Linked DNA regions of Gossypium hirsutum: region 1 is linked to region 2. A link is a contact called in public Hi-C data. All regions are on one chromosome and are shown on one strand. The core of a region is the stretch at or near the end of the contact, and the rest is flanking DNA. Distances in the headings are between cores, read along the strand shown. Region 1 holds the start of LOC121202809 (fasciclin-like arabinogalactan protein 1). Region 2 holds the start of LOC107895182 (cytochrome P450 71D10).

What was found. Hi-C and Micro-C count contacts between places; a contact is called where the count stands out from the background.
Region 1: a contact with region 2 is called in a Hi-C map of leaf, with 4 times the contacts expected there. The contact joins the promoter of LOC121202809 here to the promoter of LOC107895182 in region 2. A contact is called at or near these places in 9 of 34 Hi-C or Micro-C datasets (callus, hypocotyl and leaf).

Annotation. Positions count from the first base shown.
Region 1 is chrA13:92,519,945-92,524,121 of Gossypium_hirsutum_v2.1, forward strand. LOC121202809 (fasciclin-like arabinogalactan protein 1) reads right to left here and starts at 2,032. Exons shown (of 2, transcript XM_041085265.1): 1 at 1,069-2,032; 2 at 1-128. The coding sequence starts at 2,025.
Region 2 is chrA13:92,781,303-92,785,433 of Gossypium_hirsutum_v2.1, forward strand. It overlaps LOC107895182 (cytochrome P450 71D10), which reads left to right and starts at 2,766. Exons shown (of 2, transcript XM_016820441.2): 1 at 2,766-3,763; 2 at 3,846-4,131. The coding sequence starts at 2,870.

The sequences.
Region 1 (4,177 bases), core at 782-3,281, 260 kb before region 2:
ACAGGCACACCAAAAAACTCAAGGAATGATTCTTTCCCTGAAGCAGTCAGGTTCTTGTACTTTGGTAAAAAGGCTTTAAATGCATCATCCAGTGGGCAGAACACAGTCAATCCTCCATTCAGATTATCCTACAAGTCACCATCATCACATTTTCTTTGTTAAACATTGCTTTACCCTTACAAATTTTTCAAAGAAGAAAATGAAGAAACAAAGCAAAATGTCAATAATCTTCTACTTCTATCCAATTCATTCAGATAAAATTTTCCCCTTTGAGGTGAAATATCAATTACTAATACCACCCTCCAAAGCCCAAACACACCCGAGTCCGAGTAAAAAGCAAAACAGTAGCTTGCTATTTGTTATGCCATTACTATTTGTATCGATGCCTTCCAAGTCCAACCACCTGCCACATGCATTTACTGCATGTTTTTCTTACTTGGATTTATCATAATATCAATCCAACTATATTATGTAAATTTTCTCATGTGGGGTAGTACAAAATCTACTTTGTTTAAGTCTAAACACTTAAATTAATTAGATTCTTTTCTTTTCTTAAATAATGGAATACATTTGTATCGAATGCGAACCAACGTATTCTTATTAGACACTCTCTTAAATCCGAATAACAAAACTTCAATGCAAAATCAACATTTGGCATCCCAACACAAACCCAGATCTGTGTTAGTTTTTCTAGAAATTCACATGCAAAAAAACACACACACACAAAAATTTTGAAAAATCTCAAGGTGTCATTATCATACTTTTAGATTGAAAATCACCTACTGACTCCCAAACAAATCCTTGACTTATGAAAACGAAGATTTGGCCAATAAAAGAGTAAACAGTATCTTATGCCATTATTATAACTTTCTTCAATATACTTTACACTATTCTTTCAACAACTCCATCATCACACAATCAAATGGCCAGAAATTAACTGTTTCCACCCTTTTCCTCTACCCCCATTTATTTCTTTCACCTTTGCCTCACTTTCTTCACTTAATTATCACTAAACAGCCTCAAAGATCAAATATTTACAAAATGAAAAAACACAGATTTTGATCTTACCTCATATGTTCCCATGGCTTCAGGATTGGCTAAAAGGGTATCAGCAAACACTTTACATCCATGTGCTGACATAATCCCAGTAATATTCAGCTCACTCGGCCCTGGAGTGGGAGCCTCAGCTATAGCAGAAGGCAAAGCCTTGCTGATCTGGATCACAGATATATTATATGGGAGCTCCTCAACAGATTTAACAAAGAAAGAATCTAAATCCCCACCATTAGCTTCAGCTCCAAAACCAACTTTTCCACCTTTAAAATCGGTTATGTTAACAAAGCCGGAAACCCCAGGGGCGACCCCAGTGGCTTGGAACATAGTAGCGGCGAGTGCGGTGCCATTGGTTATCTGGTGAAGCTTCTTGGCACCGAAGTAGTCAAGAAGAACATGGAGGGAAAGGATGTTCTTCATGGTGTAAATGGAAGGGTTTTTATTCAAGAGAGAGGACATGGCGGCGTTATCTAAGGCGAGAACAGTGATGGTAGTGCGGCGGTTGATCTCTTGAGCCAAATGGGTGAGAGTGAGGTAATGGTTGAAGGATGATAAAGAAGGGTGCTTGGCTAGTAAACGTGTGATGTTATGGCCATCTGATGTTTGGAAGATGAGAAAAACTGAGAAAATGAGAAGAAGAAGGGGGTGTTTTTGCGGCATTGTGCTGCTGTGCTGTGTGTTGGCTTGGCTTACATCAATTGGGGGGGGGATTGGTTCCTTTTTTGATTTTGATGAACTGAACAAGAGTTTTTGTAGGGGGAGAAAGGTGAGAACTTTGAACGGGGGGGGGGGGGAGGAAAGGGCTTGGAATATGATTAATTTACTTAGTAAGCCACTCTGCTTGTGGTTTTGGGAGCGAGGGAAAAGGGACAAAGGAGGGGCAAGGTTTTGGTGTAGAGATTGTCGTCTTCTGGTTGTCAAGTTAAGCTCAACCAGAGAAAAAGTATTGCTTTGTGGGTTTAGGGTTTTCATTAAATTACAAAGGAACCACAAGGTGTAGATTTGGGAATTGTTATAATAATTTTATTATAGAAATAAATATGCTGATACCAAGATCAAATCACTCCTAAATTCTAAAAATCTTATAAATCTAAATCTTAACTATAAGTAATAAAAATAGGTGTGTTGGTGATTCCAATGGAAATGGCGGATGGTAAGCTTACAATTTTAGGGATATCATCAGCCTAATACTTCATTTGAATTTTAAATATTAGTTCAATTTCATTCATAGATTTAAATTATTCAAAAACTCAAATTAATATTTTGAAATTAAAAAATCAATTTAGTATACACAACATAAGCTTTATATTTTATTGGGTTAACGACTGATTTGGCCACTAACGTTTGTATATTTTGTCAAAATAGTCCTAATTGTGTTTTTGAGCTTTTTTTGTTATTAGCCTTTGTTCTTTTTTTCAATCTGTTTTTTTAATAGATTTAATAAAAATACCGTTAAAAAGGTTAAAAAATACGATTAGTGCCATTTTGACAAAACATATAAGCCTATTTTATTTAAATCAAAGTTTTAAAAATGCAAGTGAGTTTGAATGATTAAGTTAGAAGAAGAAGATGGTATGTTGAGAGTATGCTCAAGTTTTGGTCCAAAAGTAGAGCATTAAAGGAAATGATGGGAAGCAATAGTTATAAAGGATGCAAACAAGTGCTTGACGTTAAAGCAAACAAAAACGTGCAAACACTAGGGGAATGAAAAAATGAAATGGAAATTTTGGGATTGAGTAAAGAAGCATAAGGAAACAGGTCATGTGCTATTAGCATCTCTTCCTCACAAATCAAGGCATTTTATTTTCATTTATGCTGACTCAAATGCACACACCATTCACCATTTTGCAAGCATAGAATATTATCAACCATCTTTTTTGTTTTTTATTATCTTCGTTTAGGCACAGATTATGGGACTTATTAATTCACATGCCAAATATGATATTCATTTAAAGAATTATATCTCAAAAGTTTATGTAATTATTTTCGACCAATCAATGTAATTGTTTAGGGTTGGGTAAATGACTACCGTCTAATTGAAGGAACATGTGCCAACTTGACAGTGTCGGCGAAGGATCAAAATGGTCATGAGGAAATTAGCCAGTCAACTTTTGGGGTAATGTCGTCGTTTGATGAAAAATGGGAGGGCAAATTCGGTCAAATGAGAGTTAAGTTTCATTACATGTGGTGGGACCTATGCTGCGTGCCCCAAAAGATAGCCAGGACGTTAGTGAATCAATGAGAAGGTGCCACGTGGGAGGAAAGTGATCGGCCTTGTGACGTTAGCGAAATCCCACCGACAAAAAAGGTTCCAGAACGCGATAAACATTTGACGGTTATGATTCTCCTTGTCTTCATGCTCTCCTTTACAACAAATTCCTAAAATAAAGGATTTGTTTAATTTTACATCACACGATTAAAAAAATACTATTTTCAACTATAATATATTAAATCTATAATAAACCCCACTGATTATCAACACTTATTTAGATATTGTATGTTGAATTTTTTTTAATATTATATATAAATTTTGACTTTCTATAACTTTTTACATAAAATTTTAATCTAATTTAATTGTATACACATTTATTTTCATATTGAATTAATATAAGTGTATGCATAATTTTAAACTCGGGCTAGACTTAGTTTAAAAAATAGACCTAAATTTCCGCCTAAATTTAACCTAAATTAAAAATGCTAAACTCCAATCTAACACGGCCTATCTGTATTAATTTTTTTAGATTATTTTTTATATAAAAATAATTTTTTTTAAAATACATCAAATACATGAAAAAAAAAATTTCAAATAAATATTTTTCAACAAATTAAAAATATATTAAAAAATTTATACCTTAAAAAAGCCAAATAACTCGCTCACACTACAACAACAGGCAATTTGCTAATGCAAATTTCATAAAGTCTCATAAGGATTAAGACTAAAACAAGTTTTCAGGTTCGTCACAATATTCATGCATCTTCCAGATGAAATCCTTCAATCTTTTCACGATAATCTTTCTAATATAATGTAATCTCATTTTATATTGATTAAATATAATATATTTTTTATTAAAAAAACCCCAACCAAAAGCTGTATGATTTCAGCTAAACATACATAATACTACTA
Region 2 (4,131 bases), core at 1,516-4,015:
ATTTTCCACTAAACAAGATTATATCATAAAGAGTTTCATACCTTTCCCTTTGGTGGCTAGATATTCCTTCCACTCTTTATTGTTCGTATTGAAATGCCCTTTCTTACATTGCAATACTAATATTAAAAGTCACGGTCAAATCTCTTTATATAAACATGTAATAAAAACCAAGTTTCTTTTGAAACTTGGTACATAGAAAAGATATTTCAAAATAATCTTCCTAAAATTATCAAAATAAATATGTACATGTAACACCCTTAACCCGAATTCATCGCCAGACTAGGGTTACGGAGTATTACTAAACAATCAGAAACATTTAAACTAAATATCATTCAACAATATAAACACATCATAAACCAATCAAATACATACATCCCGTCCCTAAATCGAGCCCTCGAGGTCCTAAAAATATCTTAGAAATAAATCGGGACCAATTTAAAACAACTTGGAAAGTCTAGGAAAAAAAGTCACAAAAATTTGAAAAAATGGGTCACACGCCTGTTTGGCCAGGCCGTATACTGCACATGGATGAGACACACGTCTCTATCTCAAGCCATGAAACCTTCGAAATAGGGACACTCGCCATGTCTCAGCCTATGTCCTCACCCGTGTAACTATTTGAGTAAGGTTACACGGTCGTGTCATAAGCCTATATCACACCCCCATGTGCCAAGCCGTGTAACTCTCTGAGTTACCCTACATGCCTGTGTTCCGGGCCGTGTGTTATGCCGTCTAACTCACTGACTTACACCATAAGAAAATCATCAGATGACACACGGCTGTGTCGCCAGGCCGTGTGGACCCAAATTTACCTAACATCAAACCATTTCTAAGACCATTTAATGCATAAACATTTAGACCAATTGTGCACACTTTCTAAGCACCAAAACTTTATCTAAACATACAAATATTTTCCATTTAAAGAATCCTAATTTAACTAACTAATATGCAATTCAAAAGCACCATAATTAACATCCAAACATAACATGTCAAGACTAGCTAAAAACACTTTTGTTCATGCATATAATCTAATTCAAAACACTTACCAAGACCTATATCAAATAACCATTTTCATAACATTATAAAACACCAACATGGAACCTTATATACAAGCATTTGGAAGTGCCCAAAATGACAATACTTGGTGAAGCATTAAAGTACACCAAACTAACAATAACTTTCAAAGCATAAACATACCAAAATACCAATACAAAACATCATATGCCCTTTAACCTTATATTCATCTATATATATACATGCCACTAACCTAAGAGTCACAAAAACTACCAACTTGAATGGATAGTGTGAGTCAGTTGAATGATCCTTTCAAAATGTCAGCGATGGTTATCTACACAACAGTCTACAAAAATCGATAAGCTTACAAAGCTTAGTAAGGACATAATATAACACTTAATCTAAATACCATTAAGTACAATTCATATAATATTTGGTTAAAAGTTACCGGAGTATAAAAAAGGGCATGAAAGTGCAATCAGGGGTACCAAAGTACAAACAGGGGCATGTAAGTGCAATCATGGGTACCGAAGTGCAAACAGGGGCACCTAAATGCAATCAGGGGTACAAAAGTACAAACAGGGGCATGAGAGTGCTATCAGGGGCATTAAAGTACAAACAGGGGCACGAAAGTGTAATCAGGGGTACCAAAGTACAAACAGGGGCACGAAATTATAGAATAATTAGTAGTGTGCCTTTTCTGGTAAATAATTTTTTTTTTGTAAAAAAAAACCTAATAAATGACAGAAATTACTTGTATTTTTATTTTATATTTAAAATTCAGATAAACCATTATACTTATAATTATAATTAATAAATTACTAAATAAATCATTATGATAATTATAATTTGAAAGTATAACTTCTCTTGTTTTATATTTTCTCCATAACCAAAACTTTTGTTTTACTGTTAAGGGAAAAATAAAAAATTTTAAATTAGAATTACATTTTATTTAGGAAAAAATTAAACTAATCATTATTAAAGAAGAAACAGGATTATATATGAAAATGTTAGATTATAAGTTAGATGTTTGAGTTATATAAGTTAGTTGTTTGAGTTACAAAATACTTCTTTAATTATTATCCTAATTTTTTTTCTACCAAACTGCTTCTTTATTTATTACCCTATAATTTTCATACTTAATTAATCATTAATAATTTACCCTATAAACCTTTTGTTTCTATTTTATAAAATAGTATTTTTCATATTAAATTTTAACTTTTTTAAAAAACCTCATAATACAATATATATTTTTTTAAATTAATAACTTTCTTTTATAAATTTTATTAGTGTTTTCGTTTTATATAAAATAATATTTTAATTGATATATATAATTAAATTCGTGTAATACGCTCACTAGTCAAAATAATGAAAGAATAAATTTATTTAAAATTTAAGATTACATCCATTATCTAAATACGTGTAGGAATGAGATTATATTTTATATTATGATTTGTTAATAATAATTGAAAATATAAATTTATTAAATCATCAGTATGTAGCATTATAAATTATAACATAACATTTAACCAACCAAACACATTTGTATCTTAACTAATAATGCAAATCGCATTGCTAATACAAATCACTATATTTTTTAAATTGGATTTGTAATAGAATTAATTAGGTTATCAATTTATTGATTTAATTAGTCTAATTAAAAATTTATTAAAAATAAAAAATTTAAAAAAATCTAATTCAACTGTTTTGGAGTAGTAATTACAATTTGGATGGTTCTAGAAGTTGAGTCAGATATAAATATCGTAACATTGTGTGGTGATGCTTCTCATCAGTGTTTTCTTTTGTTTTACTTCTTTTTCTTGTTTGTTTTATCAAGCTCCTCTTATTTGTGCTAATGGAGTTCGGAATACCCTTATTCCATATATTCATCAGCTTTCTTCTTGTTTTGTTAATTGCAATTCGAAGCGTGAGGAAATCTAAAGCTAGGAGTTTAACTCAAAGGTTGATTCCAGGGCCACGGAAATTACCTTTGATCGGAAATCTGCACCAGCTCGCTGATTCTACTCTACCCCATCGCACCCTGCGTGACTTGGCTACGAAATATGGCGCCGTCATGCACCTGCAACTCAGTCAAGTTTCAACTGTGGTCATTTCTTCTGCAGAAATGGCTGAAGAGATTATGAAAACACATGATATTGTCTTTGCTTCTAGGCCTTTACTTCTTGCGGCCAAGATTATAACTTATGAATGCACTGATATTGTCTTTTCACCATATGGAAAGTATTGGAGAAATCTGCGAAAAATTTGTACATCGGAGCTTCTGAGTGCGTCTCGGGTCGCCTCCTTCCGATCGATAAGAGAAGAGGAAGTGTTGAATCTCGTCAAAACCATAAAATCAAATGATGGGTTGGCTGTGAATCTGAGCCAGAAAGTTTTTTCAATGACTTATGGCATAACAGCGAGGGCAGCCTTTGGTAAGAAATGCAAATATCAAGATTCTTTCATATCAGTTGCTGCGGAGCAAACGAAGCTGGTTTCTGGTTTCTTTGTTTCCGAATTTTTTCCTTCACTTCAATTCCTGGATGTTGCTTCGGGTGTGAAGTATAGAGTTGAAAAGACTCATGCAGAAGCTGATAGGATTCTTCAGAGCATTGTTAATGATCACAAAGAAAGTAGAGCAAGAGGCAGAAGTAAAGATGACAGGGAAGATCTGGTTGATCTTCTTTTAAGGCTTCAGGAAGATGACGAATTCCCTTTAACTGATAATAGCGTCAAAGCCATCATATTAGTGAGTCCATTATCTTTTACTGGAATTTGGTAATTGTTGTCAAAATTTTATGGCCATAATGTTATTTATAATTTTGTTTTAGGATATTTTCACTGCCGGAAGTGAGACATCTGCATCAACTGTAGAATGGGCATTGTCGGAAATGATTAAAAATCCAAGAGTTATGACAAAAGCACAAGCAGAGGTAAGGCAGGTATTCCAAGGAAAAGGAAATGTGGATGAAACAGGCATTCATCAACTTCAATATCTAAAGTGTGTTATAAAAGAAACCTTAAGACTGCACCCTATTTTACCTTTATTGCTTCCAAGAGAATGTGGCAAGAATTGTGAGATTAATGGATTTGAGATACCTTCCAAGACCAGAGTGA